2 separate regions of the Capra hircus genome follow, and region 1 is linked to region 2. A link is a contact called in public Hi-C data. All regions are on one chromosome and are shown on one strand. The core of a region is the stretch at or near the end of the contact, and the rest is flanking DNA. Distances in the headings are between cores, read along the strand shown.

Region 1 (6,003 bases), core at 682-3,181, 250 kb after region 2:
AGTTTTGTGACCTTGCCTGTTAGGATCTCCAGCTGTGGACCCAAAGGCGGCCATGGGAGCCAGGACAGGGACACCCATCACCCACCAAGCTGTGGCTCCCCGAAGACCCTCAGTGGACAAAGGGGAGTAAGCAGACAGTAGGAAGGAGCTAGAACCTTGAAGAGAGGACAGGAAAGGGGAAGCTGGAGGCAGCAAGTCCACAGACGGAGCCCTGGGCCATGGTGTCCTTGCCACCAATAGCTCAGGAGCCTCCGCAGGCCCCCAAACAGAGGCCCAGTCCAGTAGATAGCTGTTGAATGAATGAATGAAAAGGTCATGAGGGAGAGAGGAGAGTGGCTTTGTGAGGAACTCTGACTAGTAGCAGAAGCAGAGAGACCTGTCATTTTAGTTGCTCAACGTTAGAGCAACGGAGGCTTCCCAGGTGGCACTTCTGGTAAGGAACCCACCTACCGATGCAGGAGGCAAAAGAGACATGGGTTCCATCCCTGTGTCGCGAAGATCCCCTGGAGTAGAAAAAGGCAACCCATTCCAGTATTCTTGCCTGGAAAATCCCACGGACAGAGGAGCCTGGTGGGCTACAACCCATGGGGTCACAAAGAGTCGGACCTGACTGAAGTAACTTAGCACTTAGCAACACAAACACTCACACGACTCTGATGTCACTGTGAGCCAGGCCCTGAGCCAAGTGTTTTACAGGTGGTTGCAAAGAGCTGGGACACTGGTGATTAGAGTTCCAGGGTGGTGCAGGAGGGGTGGGAGGCTGGCATTTTGGGAGAATGCAGTCCAGCAGAAGCATTCTTAGAGCTGGGGGGCAGGGAGCAGTATGGGGAAGGAGGTGTCATTAGGAAAGGAGGAAAGGAGGGGATGGTGCCTGGAGAGCAGGGAGTGGGGGTAATTTTAGCAGCTCTCTGAGACGGAAACTTTGGGAGACAGAGACCGTCTTCTTGACCAAACTGTAGGCTCCTCTGAGCCCTCTTCTCAACTGGGCCTTTGACCTTGGTGCCTGCCCTGTCTCTGGCCTGCCCAGCCCAGTCTCAGCAAGAATCCTGCTAAGTCAGTTGAGAAAGGCTCTCTCCCTTTGATATCTGATCACCCTTGGTATCTGATCAAGTTCCTCCCCTCCCACCCGTTTGTGTCTTCTAAGCCCCTAGCCTGCCTTCAGGCTAGGATTCAGCAAGGATCCTCACCGTTGGCTCCCTGTACCTCCATCACTGACCTCCCCCTGCCCCTGGCTCCAGTCCCACTGTCCTTGCTGTATTCAGGGCTGAGCCTGAACTCTTCCCATTGGCAAAGTCTTGACTCCTGTTGCAACAGCCTTGAATAAAGTCTTCCTTACAGTTTTAACAAGGTTCAGAACATTTCTTTAGTGAGGAAGAAGAAACCCAGTTCTCAGAAGCTTTTGCTGGGAAGGGCCTGTTGGCCCCTTTAAGTCCTCCGGGGTTGGGGGGGGGGGCTGTGTCAGACTGCTGTTTCTTTAGATCACCCCGCACAGAGTGTTTCGTTTTGTTTGATGGGTTCTCTGACCTCGTTTGACGCTGGAAACATCTCTCAGAGCATCCTTGGGACCCTGTGCACGGTTGGGTTGTTTCCCCAAAACTCTCCCCAAGGAAGCAGAACCGAATGATTTATCATCCGGAAGCGGGACGCTTGGGGCACTCCTAAAAGTGAACGGGGCGCTGTCTCTAACAACGCCGGGCCATCAGACCCAAACCAGGACGCGCGCGCCTCGGGATGGCTCGGGACGGGAGCGCGCTCGGCGCGGCCGGGGCCTCCAGCAGCGCCGACCTGCTCACGGTCCTCAGCCCTGAATCTCCGCCCAGAATTCCAGAAAGGCCTGGAAATCACGGCCGCGTCCGGCCGAGCGCCGCGGCCACTAGGCGGCGGGCCAGGCAGGAGCCCGAGCTCGAGCCCGAGCCCGAGCCCGAGCCCGAGCCGGGGCGGGCGGGGCGAGGACGCGGCGACGCCGGCGCCCGCGGTCGCGTGATCGCACGCCCCGCCCGGAGCCCCTCGCCGTCATGCAGTCCCCGGCGGTGCTCGTCACCTCCAGGTGAGCCAGACCCCGCGCCCCGGCCGCATCTCGGGCGGCGTAGAGTCGGGAGGGCCCGGAGCCGCGGCCCTAGGTGTCCCGGGCGGAGGAGGCGGCGGGTCCTGAGGATCCCGCCCGGCGCCCAGCGTCCCCAGCGCCGCTGGCCGTGGACCTGGGCTCGGCCGCTCCCCGGCCCTGCGGGAGAGGCCGCCCGCCTCCCTTCCCGGTTTTACAGATGGGGAAACTGTGGTCCCTAGAGGGTAACGAACTCATCCAAGACTAGTGGAAGGCCTGGATTGGCTGATCCTGCACGGTGGTCAAAGAGGGGTTTCTCCTCACCCCTTTCCCGCTGACCTGCCTTCCTTTCTTTTCCAAGATCTAGTTATGCATCGTGGCAGCGCTGACTGTGTGCCAGGTCCGGGGCACGGCACTGGGGACGGGGTGAATCAGACCAGGCTCGGCCCGTCAGGGGAAACGGGCGGAGGACAGCTGTTGAGCCGGGGTGGGGGGGGTGGGGTTGCGGCTTTAGGTTGCCATGGGAACACAGGGCAGGGTGTGACCCGGCTTCTGCGAGGTGGGGGTGCGTGAAGCCAGGTCCTCCAGGGGAAGGGAAGGGGACAGGTGGCAGCTGCCTAACAGGTAGCCCAGGAAAAGTGCAGTTACCGCAGAGGCCTCCAGAGGGTCCCTGACTCAGGCCTGGGGGATTCAGTACATGAGGGACGCTGAAGGCTGCGGTGGGCTTGGTTTTACCGTCTCCCCCTTAGTCACATCTGTCAAGTGACTCTCTGCAAGTGTTTCCACACACTCTACCCTTGTTCCCCCTACACAAAATCTTAGGCTAAGACATCAGTCTCTTACATAAATGAATGTAAAATTTTTCCGGCTGTAATTTGAACAACTTTGTGGCTTCAGGTCTAGAAAAGTATGATTCTTTAAGGTTCTGATGTCAGAACCTGCTTGGTCTCCTCTCCGTGGTGGCTGGTCGTGTCCTTGCTGGCAGAAGAGGTTTCCCTCGTGCCGTGTGAATCACCTCCTTTCGCTGAGCCTGTTCCCTTTTGTGCGGATAGGAGGTTTGAGGTTGGCAGGTGTGAGCAGGGCCGTGGGCAGACCAGTGCGGGTGTGAGCTTGGTGCTGGGAGCCTGGGAAGGGAGTGAGGGGGCTTCCCTCTTTGCCCCACCTGAACAGGGCTTCTTAACAAATGCAGGTGCTGGTGGTGAAGGCCAGGTGAGCGGTTCTAGGATAGTGAACCACACACAGTCCCTCCTGTGAGCTTTCGTGGGGCAGATGGGTAAATGTATAGTGCACCAGGGATGATAAATGGTATAAAGGAAAATAAAGTGGTAGGGAAATGGGGTGGTTGGAGGAGTGAATGCTGTTTTATATGGTGTGGTCCAGGAGTGTCTTTCTGATAGAGAGTGGCAGCTGGGTAGATCCCTGACAAGTGAAAGAGAAATCTTAAGAAACAGGGTACCAGGCAGGGGGGACAGCAGGAACCAGTATCCTGGGGCAGAGAGATGTTTGCGCACCAGCCAGGAGGCCAGTGTGACTGCAGTGCAGTGAGCCAGCAGAGAGTTGGGTGATGTGGTGCAGAGTTTTACCGCATCTGGGGGCTTGGAGGCAGGGGACAGTCAGGACAGGCTCCCCAGGCTGGAGTGAGGCTCTGGGCGTGGTAGGACCTGCTTTGGAGTCCAGAAAGGTCCTTTGGCCGCTGTGCTGAGCAGAAGGGAGGCGAGCAGGGTGCAGTGAGGAGACCATTCAGGAGACTCTGGCAGTCATCCACGTGAGAGCTGATGCTGGCAGAAGAGCTTAGAAATGTTTGGGTTCTAGCTCTATTTTGAAGATTGAGCTTTCAGGGGTTGCTGATGATTAGATGTGGGCCATTAGAGCAAGAAAGAGGAGTCAAGATTGACTACAAGACTTCTCTTGAGTTCCTGAAAGAGGGGTATTGCAGTGGACCAGCCCAGGAGGCTATGGATGGAGCAGGTTTAGGAAGGTGAAATCACCATTGGTCTGGACATGTTTGTTAAGAAGCTTTCTGACAGCCAAGTGAAGACGTCGGGCAGGCAGCTGGGAGGAGTGTGGCTTTGAGGGGAGAGTCCAGATCAGAGAGGAATGAGGGATCACTGGCTCATAGATGGGATTTAAAACCTTGAACATATTTGAGCTCCTTGGGGAAGGTGAGTGAGAGAAGAGGTCTAAGGTGGGCACTTGGGGCAGAATTGCAGACCATCCAGGGAAGCTGAGTAGGAGTGGCCAGGGAGGTTGGAGAACCGAGAGAGAGAGAGAGCAGGGGTCCCAGAGCCTCGAGGAGCAGAGAGGGGCCATGAGATACCTTGGGAGTAAGAGGAGAGGGAGAGTTAGCCTTTGGACATCATCAAGGAGATCCAACCAGTCCATCCTAAAGCAGATCAGTCCTGAATATTCGTTGGAAGGACTGATGCTGAAGCTGAAACTCCAAAACTTTGGCCACCTGATGTGAAGAACTGACTCATTGGAAAAGACCCTGATGCTGGGAAAGATTGAGGGCAGGAGGAGAAGGGGACGACAGAGGATGAGATGGTTGGATGGCATCACCGACTCAATGGGCATGAGTTTGAGTAAGCTTCAGGAGTTGGTGATAGACAAGGGAGCCTGCGGTCCATGGGATCACAAAGAGTCGGACATGACTGGGAAGGCACATCACAGTTCAGGAAGTTTGGTCTGGGGTATAGGTGGGCAGACTACACCCATGGGCCAAAGCCTGCCCCCCACTCACTTTTTAAATCAAGTTTATGTACCAACCTAGACAGCATATTAAAAAGCAGAGATATTACTTTGCCAACAAATGTCCATCTAGTCAAGGCTATGGTTTTCCAGTGGTCATGTATGGATGTGAGAGTTGGACTATAAAGAGGCTGAGCACCAAAGAACTGATGCTTTTGAACTGTGGTGTTGGTGAAGAGAGTCCCTTGGAGAAGAGAGTCCCTTGAGAGTCCCTTGGACTGCAAGGAGATCCAACCAGTCCATCCTAAAGGAGATCAGTCTTAGGTGTTCATTGGAGGAACTGATGTTGAAGCTGAAACTGCAATACTTAGACCACCTGATGCGGTGGTCTAAGTATTTGAAAAGACCTTGATGCTGGGAAAGACTGAGGGCAGGAGGAGAAGGGGATGACAGAGGATGAGATGGTTGGATGGCATCACAGACTCAATGGACATGGGTTTGGGTGGACTCCGGGAGTTAGTGATGGACAGGGAGGCCTGGTGTGCTGCAGTTCATGGGGTCACAAAGAGTTGGACACGACTGAACGACTGAACTGAACTGAACTGAACTGAATGTACTGTCTGTGGCCACTTTTGCTCTGCAGTGGCTGAGTTGGGTATGGTGGTAATGGAGACCCGGTGGCCTGCAAAACCTAAAATATTTGCTATCTGGCCCTTCACAAAAAAGTTTCCCTGGGGGCCTGAGGAGAATGGGACACAGAGTGGATTAGGGTTAGGGGCATGAGAGTCCCCTGGGGGGCTTGTTAACGTGAGGATTGATTCAGCAGAGCCTGGATCTGCCTTTCTCACAAGCTCCCATGTAGGGCTCATGCGGAGAGGACCACACTTGGAGAATCCCCTAGACTGAGCTCAAGCTGGGCTTGCCCGGCCGAGCACCACAGGTTGCCGGTTGTGGCCATGAATTTCAAGTGGGGCCAGTCAACACGTCTAACCACAGTGCAGGAGACTTGGGGTTCGTTCCTGGGGTCAGGAAGATCCCCTGGAGAAGGGAGTGGCAACCCCCTCCAGTATTCCTGCCTGGAGAACCCCATGGACAGAGGAGCCTAGCGGGCTACAGTCCATGGGGGTCACAAGGAGTCGGACACAACTGAGCCACTAACGCTTTAGTCAGCGTGTTTGTGCGTTTATCCCAGTGGCCTGCCACTGCCGGACTCTGGTGCCCAGGACCTGGAGAACTGGCGGGTTTAAGGGAGCAGGCTGAGTCTGTGATCCCAG
Region 2 (6,107 bases), core at 332-2,831:
CCTGCTCTTCACCTCTGATGGGCACAAGTGGATAACGGTAAAGAAAACCCTTCAAATGCTCAGGCCAGGGCTGCGCCCAAGATGCTGGCTGACTTCCCATAACATCACAGATCCAAAGCTGAGGCCCCCAAAGACAAAAACGACTGAAAGATGGCACCTGTTCACTGCAAGTGGCATCAGTATTCACTGGGTGTCCACCAGGCACAAAGCAGTGAACTGAGTTTCAAAAGAAGGAAGAGGATGCATTCGGTCCAGTCCTGACTTTGCACTTCCCCACAGGTTCGTGGAGGAGTGAAGCCAAACACTGACTTGGGTACCTCCCCTTGGGACCACCTGCTGTGACTTGGGATCACCTGCCACGCATGTTCCCACCCTGCTCTCTGCAGAACCCCACTCTTCACTTCCCACCTAGGACTGCATTTCTGGGCTCACCTGTCTGCTTGTCATAGAATGTTGGTACCTGGTGAGTAGGTCAGAGAGAGGCTAGGCTGGGGCCAGGAGGTGAGGGAGGTGGATGGCCTCCAGAAGATGGAAATTCATCTGCCTCTAGAGGCTCCGGAATGGAACCCAGCCCTGCAGACGCCTGAATTCTAGCCCAGCATCACACTTCTACAGACCCGTAAGGTAATCAGCGTGAACTATGTCAAGCCACCCTGTGGTGGTGATCCATGACAGCCGCAAAAGGAAGCTAATGTGGATTTTGGTCATTTCCTTTGGGGCCAGGACCCTGTGGGCATCTCTCCATGTTTCAGGACAAGAGGAGACATGGTCAGGTGGCACGAGGGGGCCTCTTGAACACCACGTCCACAGAGGGGATTATGGAGCTTTATCTTAATGGGAGATGGGTTAGAAGCTGGTTCCTTGAGAGGAAGAGGCCGCCATTAGGGAGTTATATTCTGAGGCTAAAGGATGGAAACAATTCTACGTCACTCACACAGAGACCCACTCTCACTGGCTTTCTTTCTAGGAGGAGCCAGACAGCCAAAAAAAAAAAAAAAAACACTTATAAACAAAGAAACAAGGACACATTTGTACTTTGCAGAGAACCCAATGGACACTCAGTGGACTGGAGCTGGTCAACCATTAGATCAGGGGCTGGGGTGTCAGAGACAGCCCCATCTGACCTTTGACCTGAATGACAAGTAGGATGCAGGTAGATCAGGCTTCACCTTTTATGTGCAAAGCACTTTTAATGCGCTGTTTTATCTCATTCTCCCAGCTGAACTATAGAATCTGCATCGTCTCTGTTTTACAGACGAGAAAATTGAGGTTCACAGAGACTGGTTTCTTGTCTAAGATAACACAGCCGACCACAAAGGAACGAGGACCAGACAGACGTGCGGTCCGTCTGGCTCTAAAGCTGCAATCTTTTCTATTCTGCTCATAAGGGCTCCAGTTGCATCCTTCTTGGAATTGACCCAAATGTTCCAGACAGAAATTTCTTTCCTGCTAGGTGTTGACATTTCGATCTTTCCTCCTTGGTCCCCTGGCAAGGGCACTGCACGAGGAGGTTTCCACCCTCACGGCCGTTGCTCACGGGAGAAGATGAAGCTGGTCAGCTGCCCCGGCCCCGCCAGCCTCTGGCCTGGCCTCGCTCCAGCATGGTCCTGACCTTCCTGCCCACAGTCCCCTTGGGCTCTGCCCTGGAGACCTGACACCCTCTCTCCCAGTGACCCTGTGCTATGGGCCAGTGGGTGGGAGAGAGAGCGAGGCCAGATGGGCCAGCGGAGCCCACAGTGACTGGCTGGTGGTATTCGAGCCTATTTTTATTCATAAAAAAAAAAAAAAATCTGTTCTGTATTTTATTCAGCTCTGGGGCAAGGAGAGGTCAACTCTCTTCACCTCTGCTGTAAGATGAGAATGGTGCAGGAAATGAAATGACAGGGAAGCCAGCCCAGGGAGAGGGAGAAAGGGCAAATTACAGGGAAATTAAAAACCTGTGTTCAGATCAGAGTGGAGGGTGTCAAAGCTCCCCTTGCAGGGGGCCCTTCTCCCCAAGGCCGCAGGGCGTGGAGACATGAGCGCTGTAGCCACGCTTGACGACCACCACAGGAGGCCCGGTGACTTAGCACGGTGGCCTGGCACACACGTGGCTCCTGAGGGAGGGCCTGGCTTTGGCCACTGCACCATCGTCCATGCTTCCAGCTCCAGTAGGGTCCCTGGAAGGAACTTCCCCGAGGAGCAGAGCCCGAGAGCCTGATGTGTTGGCATGTGGCCCGTCTTTGCCTTTATCACGGTTAGAGTCCCCTCAGTGTGCAAGGCACAGGATTCCTGTGCATCTGAGTCAAAAGGCATGAAATTATTCAGAAACCCAGATCAAGTAGCCTCTGCTCCTTCGCCCCGCAGAGGCATTAACTTCAGCTCCATTAAGGCCTACCTCTAACGCGGCATCCTCCCCTCCCTCCCTCTGGGGATGGAGCAGACACTGTGCTTTTGGTCCCAGCAGCCAAGACCTGGAAAATGCCAGGCAGACACTGGTGCCCACCTTTCTCTTGACCTGGTGGACACAGAGACAAGGCTGCAGTTCCATCTAGAAATCATCATGGAGCACCTGTCACGTGCTGGGCAAGCTTCAGCCCCCAGAGGCCCAACAATGCAGGGGGTAGAATAGACACGCTCAACTCACCCCACAGAAGGCCAGTGAGTGAAGAGAGAACAGAACTTTCCACCAATTCTGGGAGCACAGAAGAGAGGGACTCATGTAGCCAATGGACCACGGTGAGCCCACTGGGCAAGGAGGCATGTGGGTGAGGCCTTAAAAGACAAGGCCCGGGTAGGGGGTTATTTTATCATGGTTTTGTTTGTTTGTTGCTAAAAGAGTTGCAGAGGCAGAGCCTGGAGAAAGAGTGGACTAGCCGGACTGTGGGTAGGAATGCTGACCAAATCCTAGGGCATGTTTGGGGAGCAGTGGGGAGCACCGTGAGTTAGTCTCCCTGGGCGGCCATCATACATCACCCCAGACTGGGGGCTTCCACTGCAGAAATTCCTCTCTCTAGGCTCCGGAGGTTGGAAGTCAGAAATCAAGCTGTTGGCAAGCTTGGTCTCTTCTGAGGCCTCTCCCCCTGGCTTCTGCATGGTTGCCTTCTTTCTGTGTCCTGAACGTGATTCATCTCACTGTCTGCTGTCTCCCTGTGTGTCCTGTGATGTACTAAGTCACTTCAGTCGTGTCTGACTCCATGCAATCCTATGGACCATAGCCCACCAGTCTCCTCTGTCCACGGGATTCTCCAGGCAAGAATATTGATGTAGGTTGCCATGCCCTCCTCCAGGGGATCTTCCCAACCCAGGGACTGAACCTGTGTCTCTTGCATCTCCTGCATTGGCAGGCAGGTTCTTTGCCACCAGTGCCACCTGGGAAGCCACTGTGTGTCCTAATGTCCTCTTCTTATAAAGACATCAGTTTTAGACTGGATTTGGAGTCCACCCAAACAGCATCATTTTAATATAATTTCCTCTTTAAAGATAATTTAAATACTCAAATACAGTCAGATTTTGAGGGGCTGGGGTTAGGACCTCAGCACATGAATTTTCAGTTCAGTTCAGTTGCTCAGTCACGTCTGACTCCATGGACTGCAGCATGCCAGGCTTCCCTGTCCATCACCAACTCCCAGAGTTTACTCAAACTCATGTCCATTGAGTCAGTGACGCCATCCAACCACCTCATCCTCTGTTGTCCCCTTCTCCTCCTGCCTTTAATCCTTTCCAGCATCAGGGTCCCTTCCAGTGAGTCAGTTCTTCACATCAGGTGGCCAAAGTATTAGAGCTTCAGCTTCAGCATCAGTCCTTCCAATGAATGTTTAGGACTGATTTCCTTTAGGATGGACTGTTTGGATCTCCTTTCTGTCCAAAGGACTCTCAAGAGTCTTCTCCAACACCACAGTTCAAAAGCATCAATTCTTCAGTGCTCAGCTTTCTTTATGGCCCAACTCTCACATCCATACCTGACTACCAGAAAAGCCATAGCTTTGACTAGATGGACCTTTGTCAGCATTTTAGGGAGACATAATTGATCCCATGACAGATGTTAGGTCAAGAAGGTGGAGCAACATGGTGATAAGGACCTTAGGCTGAGGTCAGATTTCATCATCTCTTGAGTGTAAAACTAATTCATCTTGCTTTTATGCTATTGGTTAATGTTATCAAAACGAACCCTGTCATCTGCTGTGTGCTAATGGATGTTAAGCAAACAAAAGACAGACGCTAGTGTTCCATGGTCGAGGTTGGGGAAACCAATTTCTTCCCCGCAGGTCTTCTCAGGGCCCTTCAATATGTTAATGTGCATTATGAACGTGCTTTCTTCCCTTGAGAAAGAGGGAAGCGTAATCACTAAAACCAATTTTTAATAACTAGGAAACACCACCGAAGGTACTGGGGAGCAAGCAAAGATTTCTGAACAGCAAAGCAACATAAGCAAATCTTAAGTTTAAGGTAATTGCATTGGAGCTGAAAAATCTTGAGGTTGATGGACCATCAGAGATGGTTAAACACCAGCATCTGGGTAAAGGTATGTTCCAGAAGGCCTAGCCTCCATGGGTAGGATAGCCTGTGACTGGGCCGAGCTCACTGGAATCATCGACCCTTCTTTTGTTCAACAAGTGTGAATTAGGCTCCTCCTGTGTACAGGCACTCTGGTTTGCCAGCCTGTTTGTTCCCCAACTTGGAGATCCCTGCCAGTATACACCCAGCCCTCATCATCTGTGTCTCTGGGCAGGTTTTCTATTCCATGCAGAGATGGGAGCCTAAAAGCACCAGCCACCTGGGCCCTGCGGCCCTGGCCCCCTCTCTCCTCTTCAAATCTATGCCACGCCTGAAGCTAAGACCTAGGACACATGTTAGACTAGGAGGCTCCTGGAGCCTCAAGGCTGAGTTGAGGCCCTGGTGCTCTCACCAACAAAGCAATTCACAAGAACTCAAGTGCAATCCTTCTGAAACAAAGGTCTCCACTGTCCAGCTCATAGGAGGCCCAAGAGGTATAGACACATCCCTGGAGGCAGTCATTCTCAGGAATTCACAAGGTTCAGTTGAAAGCGCTGAACTGGGAGAAATGGAACCCAGGTCTCGGACTCTAGGCCGAGGAGAAGCTGTGGGCAGATTAGCAGCAGAGATGGGGCTGGCCTCACCTGGCAGCCTCAGGGATGCAGGTGGGCATCCTTTGAGCAGGCTTCCTCCCCTGACCTAAGTCAGGGCTTTGTTTGCATCCACACCAAGGAGCAGGTCGGGGGTGGAGCCCTGGAGGAGAGGAACAAGGACCTGACGGGGACTCTAGGGGAGCAGCATGCACAGGGGAGGGGCTGTGGGAAGGGGGGTCGAGAGCTCTGGGGTGCTGGGCACCCAGCTGGTGGTAAAAAGCCAAGTTGCGCTGTCAGGCTGTGGTCTCTCAGCCAGACACGCCAAGGCTTCAGAGGAATTTGATGCAGCCCCTTGTGACTGGGGGTTTGGGGAGGCATATCTCCTCCGTATAGAAAAAAATCCAGATTTTTTTTCTTTTAGTTATGTTTTTGCCAATAATATACCTAACACCCCTGTCCACCTCCCCCAGCCCCAGGCTTCACCGTCCCCACCCTGGATGCAGAGGAAAACTTTTACCCACATGACTTAGTAACTAAAAGAAAAAACAGAGCATTTCACAGGTATTTTTTTCTGCTGCTACTACAAGTTCCCGAGTCAAATGGCCCCATCAAAACGTCAGTGGTCTCCAGGGCTAAGAGAAGTCCCCTTGCCGGGCACTCACTTTCACCCCCTCCAACACCGTGTGCTGTGATGCTCTGGGGAGAATCTGGCCTTGAGGCAGAAGAGAACCCCTCCCCACTTCTCTCATGGGCCTTTCTCAGTCATTTCAAGCACCATGGATCCAAGGAATAGCCCTCCCCCACCCAGTATGCTTCCCCGGCCTGGCCAGCCTGCCTTTGGCATTTGTAAGGGTTCATCCCCAAAGGTCCAGGTGGCATAAATTTATGGAACCTTTCCTTCTAATTTTCTCTCTGGTTCTTTGGAGGAAAAAACATGAAGTACCCAACTGTCTACTATGAGCTTTCCCTGCCACAATGGAGGTAATGACTTTGGGTGTCCCAAGTGGCACAGATGAGGCTTACGTCATGCCATCACAG

Evidence for each region. Hi-C and Micro-C count contacts between places; a contact is called where the count stands out from the background.
Region 1: a Hi-C map of blood shows a contact between it and region 2, with 6 times the contacts expected there. The contact joins the promoter of HS1BP3 here to the enhancer-like site in region 2. A contact is called at or near these places in 3 of 5 Hi-C or Micro-C datasets (blood and liver).

Annotation. Positions count from the first base shown.
Region 1 is chr11:77,924,648-77,930,650 of ARS1.2, forward strand. It overlaps HS1BP3 (HCLS1-binding protein 3), which reads left to right and starts at 1,932. Exons shown (of 7, transcript XM_018055593.1): 1 at 1,932-2,047. The coding sequence starts at 2,016.
Region 2 is chr11:77,673,155-77,679,261 of ARS1.2, forward strand. No RefSeq gene overlaps it. Among named protein-coding and RNA genes, the nearest start is that of APOB, 86 kb to the left of the region's middle. Within about 2 kb of position 1,582, at least 1 of the 5 cell types and tissues checked has an H3K27ac peak or open chromatin away from gene starts, as enhancers often do.